4 separate regions of the Mus musculus genome follow, and all the other regions are linked to region 1. A link is a contact called in public promoter capture Hi-C data. All regions are on one chromosome and are shown on one strand. Each heading gives the region's core, a stretch centred on a gene start, on an enhancer-like site or on the middle of the called end of the contact. The rest is flanking DNA. Distances are from core to core; before and after follow the strand shown.

Region 1 (3,554 bases), core at 556-3,055:
CTTGCTATGGCCCAAAGATAAGTACACTGTAGCTGTCTTCAGACACACCAGAAGATGGTGTCAGATCTCATTACAGGTGGTTGTGAGCCACCATGTGATTGCTGGGATTTGAACTCCAAACCTTCGGAAGAGCAGTCAGTGCTCTTACCCGCTAAGCCATCTCATCAGCCCTATGACCCTGTTTTGTTTTTTTGTTTTTGTTTTTGTTTTAAATACAAAACAGAGACAGGAAAAGCTTTGATAATAAGTCTTAGTGCAAGCATGACTTCCTTGAAACAGGAAGGAAATAAGAGATAGGGAAGAAGGAGGGAAAAGAGAGAAAGTAGATACAAGGACAGAAAAGAAATGGTTGATGGGGATATGGACCACCAGGAGGGGTCCTCTATTGGGACCTCAGAGGCAAGGGTACCAGAAAGTAGGTGCCACAGGGGCAGTAGTGGCAAGGTTACTCACCCAAGTCCAAATGCAGGCCCAGAATCCAGCGGAAGGGCTTGGGCACCACGATGGTTGTATTGCCAAAGTTTGTGAAGTAGACCATGAGGAGAGGTAGTGAGGCAGCTGTGGGCAGCAGCAGCTTGTGGCGCCAGCGGAGATTGAGGACATCATCAGCAAACCCCAGGAAGATCATGCAGCAGATGGCAAGGAGGGCACCTATTAGGGCCACAAACTGGGGGAGAAGTGGGCACGTAATGACTCACACCTACTTCTACTCTGTCAAGAATTCCTGTCTTTTCCATTTTTTTTTTCGGAGTTGGTGATTGAACGCCGGGTCCTTGCACATACTCACATACTGAGAAAGCGCTCTACCACCGAGCTATATCACCAGTCCAAGAATTCCTGTCTCTATGGTTGTGGCCACAAGCATCCTTTTCCCAAATCCAAATAACCCCAACTCAAGTGCCCGGCCCCAGCCAGCCCGCTAATAACTTCCCCACTGGTGCACTTACTTCATGGTGGGGGAATGCCTTACACTGCTCCTCCACGAAGCAGTTCAGGAAGGGGAAAGGGATGAAGCAGAAGAGGATGATAAGGAAAACAGCACCGCTGATCACTCCCTGGGACTCTGGGCTGCGGCCCAGCGGGAAAGGGTGGAGGAGGAAGAAGAAAGGGGCGTGGTCACTCACAATAGTAGGGGTCCCAGTAAACCAAAGTGGCCTTCTCAGGATTTTGTTTGTTGGGGAGTAGGGAGAGCGTGCACAGGGCAAAGGATACCTACCCCTCTACAACTCCTGACACCCAACAGTTCCATTCCGTCCTTCCCAAGGATAGACAACTTTAATGACCTCCCAGAGTTCTGGGTGCCTAGGTTAGCTTTCCGGCTAGTGCAAAGCCAAGCATCTCAGTCCTTGCCCCTGTTCTGCACAATCCTGCCCCCCCCCCCCCCAACCCAGGACACTCGCGTGCGGTTACTCACATCTGCTGCTGGCTGAGCTTGTTGAGGTCCTGGCCACAGAGGCGCGCGGCGATAAAGTGGCTACGGAAGGCAGGGATGAGGGTGACTGTAGCCACGAATCCCAACAGCGAGCCGATCAAATTCACCAGCAGCGGCAGCGGCAGGGGCAACTCCGGGAAGGCCCACATGGTGACCCTCCGGTGGCCGCCGCCCCGCCGCCTACTCAGCTAACTGGTAAGCCAGGAACAATCCCGTGGCCTCGGCAGCCGGCAGTGCGGCTCCCAACCCGCAGAGGATTCCGGCGCCAGCGGGAACAAAACCCAGCTAGGACGCTAGGACCTGACCCTCCCTCCTGACCAGCAAGAAGCTCTTAGGAAGCAACCTCGGCTCTGCCCCGCTGCACCTACCCATTGTTTCCACCCGGATCTTAATTGCGAAAGAACTATCGCTGCTGAAGACCGAAGCACCATTTTTAAAACGGGCACTGTAGCCGGACCGGTAGTGTTATTTTAAACAAAGCTTTAGTTCTAAAGGAGTGGTACCATTAGCGTTTTTGAAAACTCAACTGAAGAAAATACAAGAACGTGGATACTCTCGAAACAATCATATTGTGCAGCTCAGAGTGGAAATAGGCTTTGCCCAGTTCCAACATGAACGCTTCCTCGTACCACGTGGCTGACACCGCTAGTTCTGTGGTTCCACGTCGTCTCCCTCGCAGGTCGGGTTTAAAGGGCTAGCAGCCTGAGCTTAGTCTGGGATGCCCTGGGGCTGGAAATATGGCTACTGAGAGCTGGCCGTGGTCAGGAAGAATGAGAGTGTGGAAGCACACCCGCTCTTTGCAGGAAAACTGTTGCCGACGTAAACACTGGTTCCAGAAACTCAGGAACAATCTGGAGGGTTTTTAAAACCTGGGAAGCTCAGACACTCGAAAAGCCCCTCCCGCCCTTTTTCTTGTTCATGATCCAGGTACTTTTCCCACAACCCACCCACCTTCTGCCTCCACTATAGCAGTTTGTTGCTGGGCAACCTACCGCTGCATTTCGCCAGGAGGAAACTGTTTGAGCTTTCAGGTCTTCGATTAAAGCAGGGATTAAAACTTGATGTTGGATCACAGCACTGTGCCAACGCTTTCCAAATAGACAGAAACCGACGCATTGCAAATAACTAACGAGGCAGGAGAGCTTGTCCATACCTCCAGTGAGCTTGTGGGTTTCCTCCCAGTCAAGTTTCTTCCTCCCAGTCACTTACTTGCCTTTTGACACCTGTACACGCTAGTAGTACAGCAGTTCACTGGAATATTGATCCCTTAGGTGGCAAATGTTTTCCTCAGAGAGGAATCCACCACAGAGAGTTAGGGAGTTGACAATAACATGGCGTTTTGTCCATCCCCTTTTGAATTACAGCATACTCCTAGAATCAGGGTGAAGTTGACACTACTTAGGTCAAAGAATTTCTTAAGGGCTGGAGAGTAGGCTCAGTGGTTAAGTCTGCTCTTCCGAAGGTCCTGAGTTCAAATCCCAGCAACCACATGGTGGCTCACAACCATCCGTAATGAGATCTGACGCCCTCCTCTGGTGTGTCTGAAGACAGCTACAGTGTACTTACATATAATAAATCTAAAAAAAAAAAAAAAAAAGCCGGGTGGTGGTGGCCCACGCCTTTAATCCCAGCACTTGGGAGGCAGAGGCAGGTGGATTTCTGAGTTCAAGGCCAGCCTGGTCTACAGAGTGAGTTCCAGGACAGCCAGGGCTACACAGAGAAACCCTGTCTCGAAAAACCAAAAAAAAAAAAAAAAAAAAAAAAAAAAAGAAGAAGAAGAAGAAGAACTTCTTAGGTTCCTTTTTCTGAAAGTCAGGTATTCAATGTCCATTCAACTTGGAGATGGCTCTTATTAACATTAAAAGCCCCATCTATGTCCCAAATACACTTTACTGGATAGTATAGTAAGTTTTGTTTTTCTTGTATGTGTAACACATGCAAGCCAACATCAGGGAGGCAAATGTTTTCCTCTCCTCTGGTGTCCCCTGAGGCATAGGACACAAAGAGACCTGTGTACCAGGCATCATCATGCATGATGAGTGAGTAAAAAAAAAAAAAAGAGAGAGAGGGATTGGAGTGCACGCGGATGTGAGAGGGAGGAAGGGAGGGAGGGATATTAGCT
Region 2 (3,554 bases), core at 591-3,090, 440 kb before region 1:
TTTCTTTATCCACTTGTCAGTTGGTGGACACAAGGTTTTCTATTTTGGGGCTACTAACTAGCACACACCTCTTTTGTGCTGCTTCAAGTTAAAAAGAGAATTGCCTCTAATCTTAACACTAAGGATGTAAAGGCAGACAGACCTCTGTGTGTTCGTGACCAGCCTCATCTACATAGTGAGTTCTAGGTCAGGCAGGTATAGGAAGTAAAACTGCCTCAAAAATATGTTTTGAGTAGAATTGCTATTTTTGGTTTTATCTTTGTGATGCTATGTCCATAATAACAAGTATAAATTGTTGAGCAGTTACTGTGGTGGAACACTTAGCTTATACAGTCTAATTTATTTTCTATTATCTAACTCTATAAATTTATGAAGTATGTGCTCCCACCAGTTTAAAGAGTAATAACAGGCTTAGAGAGGTGTAGTGAGTTAACTAACGACTAAGGCCTTGAGTACTGAAAAGAATTTAAGCACAGGTCGCGCTGATTCCTCGTTTGTTTTTACTTCTGTTATACAGCCTCTAAGGCGCGCCTGACCAAGGACACTTGTGAACATACATTTTCTTTTCTTTCTTTTTTGAGGCAGGAGAAAACCAAATCTGCAAGAGCAATATAGGATTTTAACTGCTGAGCTATCTCTCAGGACCCTAAAACAAACAAACAAACAAACAAACAAAAAACCCCAGCCCTTTGAAGTATACAGTTCAGGACTGGAGAGGGGGTTCAGCAGTCAAGAGTATCCGTTGCTGTTTCAAAAAGCCCCAGTTCGATTCCCAGCACCCATATCAGGCAGCGCCTGCATTCGCAGGCACATGTCTGAACACACATAGGATTTAAAAATAAAATAATTACATATTGAAGATAAACCGTACAGTTCAGTGGCTTTCAGGATATCTGCCTCTGGGTAATTCCATGGCACTTACATTCCAAACATAATGCACTAGCCGCTATGTCCTAGTCTTCTGGAACTCCGATAAATCACTTATAAGCTTTCTAATTTCACAGATATCCCTGGTTTAGTCATTGCAAACAAATAGTGGCCTTTGCATCTGTTTCTTTACACCTGTTTTCAAGGCTAATCTATGTTGTATGTGTCAGTATTTTATTAGTGCTTTGCTTCTCAAGACAGGGTTTCTCTGTGTAGCTCTCTCTGGCTATCCCAGACTTGTTTTGTAGACCAGGCTGGCTTCAAATTTACAGAGATCGTCCTGCCCCTGGCTCCCGAGTACTGGGATTAAAGGCGTGTGCCCGGCTGGACAATTTTTGGTCTTCCTCCTCAGTTTCCTAATTTACCTGGAATTGATTACAGGTGAGGGGACACCATGCCGGCTTTATTACGGGAGTTCTAGACGTTATGTATTCAGGATACTAGTTCCTCATGGTCACAGATTATTTTATATATTCCATTGAGTGTTTTTACGAACTTTAAGAAGCAGCACCAAGGGCTGGTGAGATGGCTCAGTGGGTAAGAGCACCCGACTGCTCTTCCGAAGGTCCGGAGTTCAAATCCCAGCAACCACATGGTGGCTCACAACCATCCGTAACGAGATCTGACTCCCTCTTCTGGAGTGTCTGAAGACAGCTACAGTGTACTTACATATAATAATAAATAAATCTTTAAAAAAAAAAAAAAAAAAAAAAAAAAAAGAAGCAGCACCAAATAAACGCAGGCGAAGAGAAAGAAAGGACAGAGGAATGACGCTCCACAATTCTAGCCAAACCTGCAAATCCTGGGCTAACAGGGGTCTGAGTTTCCTGGCTTCGGAGCTTACTGGCCCCGCCCCCCGCCCTTTGACCCGCGCCGTTTCCGGTTGGAGACGTGGCTTGGGGCCGCCATCTTGGCAAGAGGCGAAGCGGCGGAGGCTCCTGTCAGGGGCGGCAGGTCCGGAGCGGCCAGAGCTCCGCGTCTCTGGGCAGCAGCCCGAGTCCCCGCAGAGCCAGAGCGCGGCGCAGCGCGCCCCACCTGCGGCCTCACCATGGTAAGCGCCGAGCCGGGTTCCCTCGCCACGTCCTCGCCGGCTGGGCCGGGACCGCAGGAGCCGCGCCCGGAGCCCTGCTGTCGGCCCAGGCTTGGCACGGCCTCCCGGAGTCCTAGAGCGAAAGCTGCCGCGCCCACCTAGCCTCCGCCGGCAGCGCCGCCACGTCCGCCCGCCCGCCACTCGGGCTGGTGGTTGTCGCGCGGGTCTTCCGTCCTCAGGTCCCGCCGGTTCCCTGCGAGCTCCGGAACCGCAGGGCTGGAGGCTGGGCCTGTCCGCCGCTTTTCGTCCTCTTGTCACCACGCCTCAAAGCTTTTCTTCTCCCTCCTCCACCTCTTAATTGAAAGGGGGAAGTAGAGGCAGTGCGGAAATGGTAACTTCGGGCGCCCGTTTGAGGGACCCCGGTGTCCCCGTAGCTACCCTGTGCTAGGGTAGCGCGTACGTGTCTTTGGCAGCGAGGCTGGTGCAGAGTGTATATAGAACGTAGAGAAACGGAGTGACAGCACAGGGTTTCTGTCTTTAAGGGACCGACCGTTTTGGTGGAGTGACAGGAGTGTGGCTTACTGTAATCACAGCTGTTATGTGGAATAGGAGAGGTGGGCTGTGCTTGGGGACTCTGATGCCAGCGGAGCTTATTTCTCTATGAACTCATCTGTTACCAAGATAGGAGAGGTTATTTGTAGGTGAGGGTAGGAGAAAGCAGAATTAACTCCACCAGATCCTCCTTAATCGACTGAAATCTGAATATTCGGGAATAAGAGGAGATCCTTAGATCTAGTAACTTTTGAAGAATTTTTAAAGGTGCTTTGAAAGCATACCTAAGTAACATGACTGACTCTCTTGGTACTTGTCCTATTAAGTTCTACTAACAACTCTTTTGATAAGAATTTGGTTAGAGGAGAAATTCATGTTTGGTCTTTAAACCACAGAAAGTTTCTTTTCCAGCCTCAGGTGTATAAAATTTACATCAAGTAGGCTTGCCTCCCAAAATTTGGTATTAGACATAAAATTTCCAAAACCTCATATACCGACCCTGAGCCCCAATTCCATGAGTTGATGTTGTTGTTGTTATTGTGTATGTTTTTTCTTTTATATTTTAAGATGTTTTTATTTTATGTATATGAAGTTGTGTGTCTGTGCAATACCTGAAGATGGTATTGGATTCCCTAGAACTATAGTTATGGACACTTATCAGCCTCCCTGTGGTACAGGGATTCTAACCTACGTCCTATGCAAGAACAAGAAGTACTCTTAACTGCTGAGCCATACCTCTAGCCTCCATTTTTTTTAGTTTTAGAGAAAAGGTTTCTCACTATGCTGACCTGGCTGTTCTGAAACTCATTCTATTGACCAGGCTTCCCATCACTAGAATTAAAGGTGTGCACCTACTCTTTTACGTTTTAGGGAGTGTTCATAGTTTATGTTAGAGTGTGTAATTTTAAAACTAACATTAGAACCTTATGGAAACAAAAGTCCAGATAACCTTTACCAAAATCTAGTTTGTTAAAATGTTCTTGGAACTTTTAATATTTTAAATTCGTTGATAATGGAGGAATATGTCAGACTTGGTGGTACATGT
Region 3 (3,554 bases), core at 754-3,253, 280 kb after region 1:
TACAATTTTTTTATTTGGTAAGCTATACATACCTTTTATTGTCTAATTGGTCTGACTGTATGCTTTAGGGGTGTTAAGCTCAGTCATATCGCTGTGTAGCCAGTCTCTGGAACTCATTCAGATCCATTAAACAAACAAAAACCCCAAATACCTCCCTCAAGCACTAGTTTGTTCAGAAGATGACCCCTAATGTCCAGGTCAGCCCTAGCATATAGTAGATACTCAAATACTTGCTTACTTATTTACTGACAGGGTTTCACTATGTTTCTTGGGTTGGCCTCAAACTCACGAAGCTGCCACCATTTCCTGAGTGGTGGCATTATAGGCATGTACCTCCACCCAACCTATTATTTTATTGAAACTGTATCTCCTCTCCCAATGTATCTCAGGATGTCCTGCCTCAGCTCCCTGAGAGCAGAGTAAAAGACATTTACCGGATAAATGAGGTTCTCCGAACCGTACACTCAAATAGGATTTTGATGGGGTCTAAGAAAATGGTAGGTATCCAGCATTATGCCCCAAGTGATAAGTCATGCAGAAAGCTTAACGGCTAGGGATGAGATCAGGCAAGCGAGGTGCCACAGAGGCCTGTATAAGACATGGGACATGAGTGAGAAGCACGGAGGCCAGAGATGCTTGCAAATGGCCAGCTCTTGAGTGTTCCTAGGGCTGCAGTTTTCTGGTCCTGTGTTCATTGCTGCCCTGCACAGGTTCTCTGCCTTCCCCACAGTGCCCTAGCTCAACACACCGGCAGGCTGTCTAGCCTGTCCTTGCCCAAGAGAGGCACAGTCTGCGAGTTCGCGAGCTCCACCTAGGCTAGGAACATCCTTTGCACAGGGCGGGCCACTCTGCCATTCTCTCTGCAGTTCAAGATCCATGGGGAAATAGACTAGGATTTCCGGATGGGCTATGGCAGTGAATGTCAGCCTGGGGTGGGGGGAGCTGCGACCAGGAGCCAGATCCCAAGGTTCTGTGGCAGAGAAAGGGGACTATTAATTAATTAATTAATTAATTTTAGAGACAAGGTCTCCTTAAGAAGCCTTGGTGAGCCTGGAACTCGTGATGTAGCCCAAGTTGATCTCAAACTCCTCCCGTCTGCTTCCGCCTCCTGATGGTTGTTGGGTGGCAAATGACTTGGATTTGATAACAGTGGGTTATGGAGGAGGGAGTGTGGGCTTGAGATTCAGGGGAGGGAAGGGGGAACACTAGAGAAAAGAATTGGGGCTGGGGCTGGAGAAGCCTGGCAGAACTAGATACAGGGGTAGCGTGATTTGGCAGAGGCGCAGCAGTGTTTTCGGCGCCCCGAATCTCATACCCAGCCCACCTAAGCCCACACCCAGACAAACTTTGCGCCCTTTCCCTGAGGCCCGGCTTGGCTAACCCCACCCTGATGCTATTTCCTCATTTTAATCTTCCTCTACCAGTTGAGATTCTCCCGCTCCCTCCCCCCTCCGCTCCCTCGCATCCTTTCTAGCTTTCCCCTCCCCCGCGCCTGCCACCCAGTCCCCTCCCGCAACATTGCGGTTTTCTTACCTGCGGTGCCCCGCACCCAGCCAGCCACGAGGTCACCCGCTGGGGACTCCCTCCAGTTTGCCACCCACCTCCTCCCTCTATTCGCACCACTAAAGCGATTTGAGCTTGGGGACCAAAGGCTGTCCTTGATGTCCTTCCTCATGGTTCTCCTCCGGCACCCACTCTTCGAAAGCGTCCGTTAGCAGGGAGAAAGCCCGTGACCCCGCACTGCCTTCCTCTCCCACCTCGACCTGGGAGCACCTTCTTTCCCCAGTTCCCGCGCCCCCATATAGGAGCGCCCTGGTATCCTTTCCCAAAACTGTAGCTGGGGAAGGCTTGCATCCTCGCCCTGCGGCGGTCCTTGCATGTGCGGGTCCCTCCCGTCGGCCTGCTCTCACCTGGACTCCCCTAGCTGCAGCCTCCTCCTGGTGCGCCAACGCCTCCAGTTGCTGCACCCAGCGCTGAAGCCCGCAGTTTTCACCAGGGGTGGGGAGAGAGGGGGGAGCAGGGAGGGACTCTAGATTCAGCCAATCGGAGGCTGAGGGAAAAGGATGGAGGGGGTGGGGTGGTCGGCGAGGGCTGACTGGAGGTGTTCCATTTGGGTGTCCGAAGTGGCTTGCTGCTACTAAAGAGGCACTCTCAGTCCTGTGATTGGGCTGACTCGCCCAGGGAAAAGACGGTTAGGGACCCTGGGGGTCGGGGTGGAGCAGTCTTCTACCCATACCCCGGGACGCTCTCCTTTTAAGGTTGTAACCCTTTCTTTGCTTGAACCTTCAGAAGCCTGGATAACCAGAGGGAGGCCCTCCAGCTTCCCCCATTCCTTTGCCTCTTGGCTGGAGATCTGCTCTTGAGCCTCCAGTGACAGGTTTTGGCTTTGGAGCCTGTTATATCAGCAAAGGGAATGGATTGGTTGTTTTCCATGTTTTCCATGCTACTGCAGCCCTTCGGAAGCAAGGCAAGGGGTGCATCTGCCTGGCTTGTTTCTGCTTCCCAGGCATCATGCCCACCTTCAGTTACTCAAAACACTTGGCCCTGTTAGGGAAACAGTGCATTCTGCTTGTAACTCCGGATCTTGAAGTCGCACCTATTTTCCTTCCTTCCTTCCTTCCTTCCTTCCTTCCTTCCTTCCTTCCTTCCTTCCTTCCTTCCTTCCTCCTGCCTGCCTGCCTGCCACTCTTTCTTTCTTTCTTCCTTTCTTTCTTTCTTTCTTTCTTTCTTTCTTTCTTTCTTTCTTTCTTTCTTTCTTTCTTTCTTTCTCTCTTTCTTTCAGATTTTCCACCAGGATTTTTCTGTGTAACTCTGGCTGTCCCAAAACTCTCTCCATAGTGCAGGCTGGTCTTGAACTCACAGAGATCCACCTGGCCCTGCCTCCTGAGTACTGGAGTTAAAAGCATGCACCACCACCTCCAGGTGAACTTGCACATTTTGGCCCAACCAGCTAGAATGTTCTCCCTTCTGTGAGTACAAGATGATCCCGTTCCGTCTCCAGACAAGGAAAGGAGGCATGCCTTCTAGCCAGCATTGCTGGGGTCATTACATCCATGGCCACTTACTAACTCCACTCCCATCCCAGCAGACTCAGCCCATCCACTCCTTGTTTCTTCATGGCTGGTTAGTAGTCAGGCTGACCAGTTGTAGGACTTGGGAACTCAAGAGCCCAGTGCTGAGCCACTCTACTCTTCAGCTAGTGGCTGAGAAAAGAGAGAACTCTCAGAATGGGGAAAGGCTGAGACCCGGTTTTGGGTCCTCAGGAATGATACCCCATCTACAGCATCAACTTGATGTCACCAAGAGGCTCTTTCTAAAACCTGTGCTAATGATTTTGTTTACAAATTATTTTTAAATGAAATTTAAAATTGTTTATACTATTTGTGTGTGTGTGTGTGAGCATGTGTTTGCAGAACAGATTTCCAGAGTTGGTTGGTCCTCTCCTACCACGTAGTTCGTGGGGACTGAACTCAGGCTGTCAGGCTTGCTGGTAGGCACCTTTACCCACTGAGCCATCTTGCTGGCTCCTGTACTTATGTTTTTTAAAGGCTAGT
Region 4 (3,554 bases), core at 698-3,197, 260 kb after region 1:
CTCTTTCCTGTATTGGATCTAAGATAGCTTGTGAGGATACTCAGGTCTCTGAATCTTAGCTATGTAGTTTGTAAAACATGAATAATAGAACTAGCATGGTGACACATGCCTTTATCCCAGCACTTGGGAGACAGAAACAGGCAGATCTCTGAGTTCAAGGACAGCCTGGTCTACAAAGCAGATAGCCAGGGCTACACAAAGAAACTCTGTCTCAACAAAACCAAACACAAACAAACAAAAAACCACAAAGGAACAAACAAACAAACAAAACCCATGAATAACAACAGTCGTGACTATGTCTCACAATGGTGAGGATAAAATAATAGTTTTAAGTCTCCTCGAACATAGCAAGAGTACAACAAACGACAAGCTTATTGGCCGTGTTCACTGTCAAGTCACTAATGTTAGTTGTAGCAGGCAACCCTAGAAGAAAAAGGCCTTGGGCCACCTTTCAGGAAACTGCTGATGGCAAATAATATTCCTGCAGTTTTCTGAAACAATCCACGTCCCCCAAATGGAAAGGTCAGACAGACTTTGCCACTTTCCCAAGGCGACAGGCCAAGCCTACTTGGGCTCCTTTCCCCTTTGCTCAGAAAAAAAAAAAAAAAATCAAGTGTGGCTTCCTTGGGCTGCCAGGGAATGTTTGGCTCCAGAGGAGCAGTTCCAGTCTACCTGTTGGAGGGCTCAGGGTTCCAGGGTGTCAAAGGCAGGCTGGACAGGGTCATGAGAGGACCATCGTTCTGGCCTCGGTGCACCTGTCTGCTCCCAAGAGGAATCTTCTGCTTCTTGATGGCTCTCCCTGGAGACTGGAAGGCCCGAGGGCTGGTGCCTCCACCCTGTCTCAGCACAAGGTACTGACTCAGACTGGGTCCTGGTGATGCACTTTGGAGGACGCCCTCATTCCAATCCTCATTCCAGAGCGGCATGCGCCTACAGCATCAAAGAGTAGGGGACATCCCCCACCCCAGGCCATCCATCAGTTCTCCATGCCTCTTGTTTTGTGGTTTGATGTGTGTGTGTGTGTGTGTGTGTGTGTGTGTGTGTGTGTGTGTGTGCAAGCTTATATGCCCGTGTTTGGGGGAGATAAGCAACCCCTACTAGAATCTTCAACTCAACTTCATTCTCAAAAGCTCTGGGGTTAAGAGCTAGGAGTTCTCTTTTCTCTGGAGAGCTAGAAACGGTTGACCAGGACTCCCCTAGGCAAGTTGCATGTCAGAGAACATTGCATGGCTGCTTTTGCTTTGGGATTGGTGAGAATTTCAAAGTTGCCTCTTTCTGATTTGGGATTGGTGGAAAATTTTTCCCTTCCGCTTAACTGCTAGCTTCCCCTAAGCCCCTTCCCCCGCTTTGGAAAACTGACCAAGAGATAGCCCCGGGATGTTTAACAACAGGGAGGTTGTTAGCTGCACACACACGTGGGGAGAGGGGGGTGTCAGGGTCCAGGGGTCATTCTCGGGCTACACAACACACAGGGCGGGGAGACCTGTACCCGCGGTTACAGTGTTTCCTCAGAACACATTGATCAGCACACAGATGGCTCTTCCTGGCACCCCGAGCTGGCAGCTGGCAGCCCCTCTCATACACTGGCACCCACAGCTGGAGTCTCCCCCTCCACACATCTGGCCCTCGCCCTACATTTCTCACGTCCAGACTGCCCAGGCTGCCTTTGACACCCTACTTTCCGAGTCTCAAAGCTGGTACTGACCCTGGCTTTTTCCTTCCCCGACCTGCGACAGGTGGCACGTACCTGCCTCTTCTCGGAGGATGGACGAGTCGAACCGGGCACAAGCATGGAGCTGCGGATGAGTCCTGGCTGGTACTGGCGCGGCGCAGCGAGCAGTGGCTGACGCAGAGGGCTCCCTGGCCTCGCTCGGTGCCTGCCCGCCTCTCCCCCACCTCCGCCGGGGGCCCAGAAAGGACCTCCCCGGGAAATCGGCGCCACCCAGCGGGCAGCAGCCTCATTGCGCCCGGGCCGGCCAAACCACACCCCGCGTTTGCGTCACTGATATACGTCATGGCTATTGGCTTGTTCCTATTGTTGCGTCAGTAGAGCCCCGCCCGGCGCGCATCTCCCAGGTAACCGGGTATATACAGAGAACCACGTGGAGAAAAAGCACGCCTGTTTGGAGCCGGTGGCGCAAGGAAAGAAGTGGACTGGAATCTGATAGGTCCTGGCGCTGGGAAGACTGAGACAGAGGGTCACTTCACGGGAAAAGGCAACATTCCAGCTTTCAGATCTTAGAGAAGGCTTTCCTACCGGGCTGGGAATGTTCTATTCCATAGACTCTTTTTCTGCCTACTTTTTTATTTTATTTATTTATATTTAAAAATGCATTTATTTAAACAACCATGTATATCTCATAGCAATATTTATAGAGCCCCATAGGTCAATCAATCAGGTAAAAAAAGATTATGTCCATTCAACACACTATCAACGTACATGACTATTCAAGTGACGCATTCTATGGGCTACTTATTAAGTACATTACTAGACATGGTGATAAGTACTTTGCATATATTAGCTTTCTCATTTAATCTTTTTAATGGTCCTGTAAAAGAACCACTATAGTCATCTATTGCACAATGTAGCTGAAGCCTAGGGAGACCATGTTCAAGTGGTAAATAAATGTCAAGTGTCTTGTACATGTCTACTAATGCAGTTCGCTTAGGTGACTACTGGGAGGACTTAGCCCAAGAAAGGATAGCATTTCATCTAAGCTATCAGGTTTAGAATAAGAAAAAAAGATGCAACTTGTATTTTAATTTTAAGCAAATGACTTTATTTTTAATCAATTAGTTATTGTGTGCAATGGTGCTTTGCTTGCATGTATGATTGATCCCCTGGAGGTGGAGTTACAGACAGTTGTAAGCTGCCATTTAGATTTTGGGAATTGAACCCTGGTCCTTTAGGAAGAGCTGACAGTGCTCTTAACTGCTGAGCCATCTATCCAGCCTGCAAACTTGACTTCTAAGAGTTATTTATTGTTAAATTAGATAACACCCCCTAAGAAAAATCAGAGTTATTCTTTTTTAAAAAATAATTTATTTTTATTTTATGTGCATTAGTGTTTGGCCTGTGTGTATGTCTGTGTGAAGGTATCAGACATTGGAGTTACAGACAGTTGTGAGCTGCCATGCGGTTGCTGGGAATTGAACCCAGGTCTTCTGGGAGAGCAGTCAGTGCTCTTAACCATTGAGCCATCCATCTCTTTAGCCCCTCTTTTTTTTTTTTTTTCCTCAAGGCAAGGTTTTTCTATGTAGTCCTGGAACTCACTCCATAGTCCAGGCTATCCTTGAATTCACAGAGATCCACCTGCCTCTGCACCAACTCACATGGTCTGAGCTCCAAATGTGCATGTGCACACAAACACATAAACAAAAATCATAAAAACAAAATACAACAAAAGTGAAATGCTAACCCTGTTAAGTTTCCTCTTAAAAAAAAAAGGGCCAGGGCAAATCTTGATATATTTTCCCCCTCTTGATTATTTTTTTAAATTTTTATTTAAAAATTAAAAAAAAAGATTTATGTATATGAGTACTCTATCTGCATA

What was found. Promoter capture Hi-C pulls out the DNA fragments that hold promoters and counts their contacts. Capture Hi-C pulls out chosen DNA fragments and counts their contacts.
Region 2: a contact with region 1 is called in a promoter capture Hi-C map of adipose tissue. The contact joins the promoter of Arcn1 here to the promoter of Dpagt1 in region 1. A contact is called at or near these places in 9 of 39 promoter capture datasets (the C10 cell line, the HPC-7 cell line, cranial neural crest and 5 more), 2 of 484 Hi-C or Micro-C datasets (embryonic stem cells and pre-B cells), 2 of 115 datasets of contacts at active chromatin or transcription factors (embryonic stem cells and memory CD8 T cells) and 4 of 9 other capture datasets (adipose tissue, liver, macrophages and 1 more).
Region 3: a contact with region 1 is called in a promoter capture Hi-C map of pancreatic islet. The contact joins the promoter of Thy1 here to the promoter of Dpagt1 in region 1. A contact is called at or near these places in 3 of 39 promoter capture datasets (embryonic stem cells, hippocampal neurons and neural stem cells), 4 of 115 datasets of contacts at active chromatin or transcription factors (the SCID.adh cell line, embryonic midbrain, embryonic stem cells and 1 more) and 3 of 9 other capture datasets (adipose tissue, liver and pancreatic islet).
Region 4: a contact with region 1 is called in a promoter capture Hi-C map of the HPC-7 cell line. The contact joins the promoter of Usp2 here to the promoter of Dpagt1 in region 1. A contact is called at or near these places in 17 of 39 promoter capture datasets (the 3T3-L1 cell line, 3T3-L1-derived adipocytes, the C10 cell line and 11 more), 1 of 15 datasets of contacts at CTCF or cohesin (embryonic stem cells), 6 of 484 Hi-C or Micro-C datasets (cardiomyocytes, cerebral cortex, embryonic stem cells and 2 more), 18 of 115 datasets of contacts at active chromatin or transcription factors (the 230-238 cell line, the NIH/3T3 cell line, bone marrow-derived macrophages and 12 more) and 5 of 9 other capture datasets (adipose tissue, embryonic stem cells, liver and 2 more).

Annotation. Positions count from the first base shown.
Region 1 is chr9:44,325,066-44,328,619 of GRCm38.p6, reverse strand. Dpagt1 (dolichyl-phosphate (UDP-N-acetylglucosamine) acetylglucosaminephosphotransferase 1 (GlcNAc-1-P transferase)) reads right to left here and starts at 1,805. Exons shown (of 9, transcript NM_007875.3): 1 at 1,415-1,805; 2 at 948-1,068; 3 at 454-667. The coding sequence starts at 1,581.
Region 2 is chr9:44,766,094-44,769,647 of GRCm38.p6, reverse strand. It overlaps Arcn1 (archain 1), which reads left to right and starts at 1,840. Exons shown (of 10, transcript NM_145985.4): 1 at 1,840-1,978. The coding sequence starts at 1,976.
Region 3 is chr9:44,041,833-44,045,386 of GRCm38.p6, reverse strand. Thy1 (thymus cell antigen 1, theta) reads right to left here and starts at 2,003. Exons shown (of 4, transcript NM_009382.3): 1 at 1,911-2,003. Gm39323 (a long non-coding RNA gene) reads left to right here and starts at 3,203. Exons shown (of 3, transcript XR_870686.2): 1 at 3,203-3,554.
Region 4 is chr9:44,065,414-44,068,967 of GRCm38.p6, reverse strand. It overlaps Usp2 (ubiquitin specific peptidase 2), which reads right to left and starts at 1,947. Exons shown (of 13, transcript NM_198092.2): 1 at 1,748-1,947. Gm39325 (a long non-coding RNA gene) reads left to right here. Exons shown (of 3, transcript XR_870690.2): 3 at 1,737-2,643.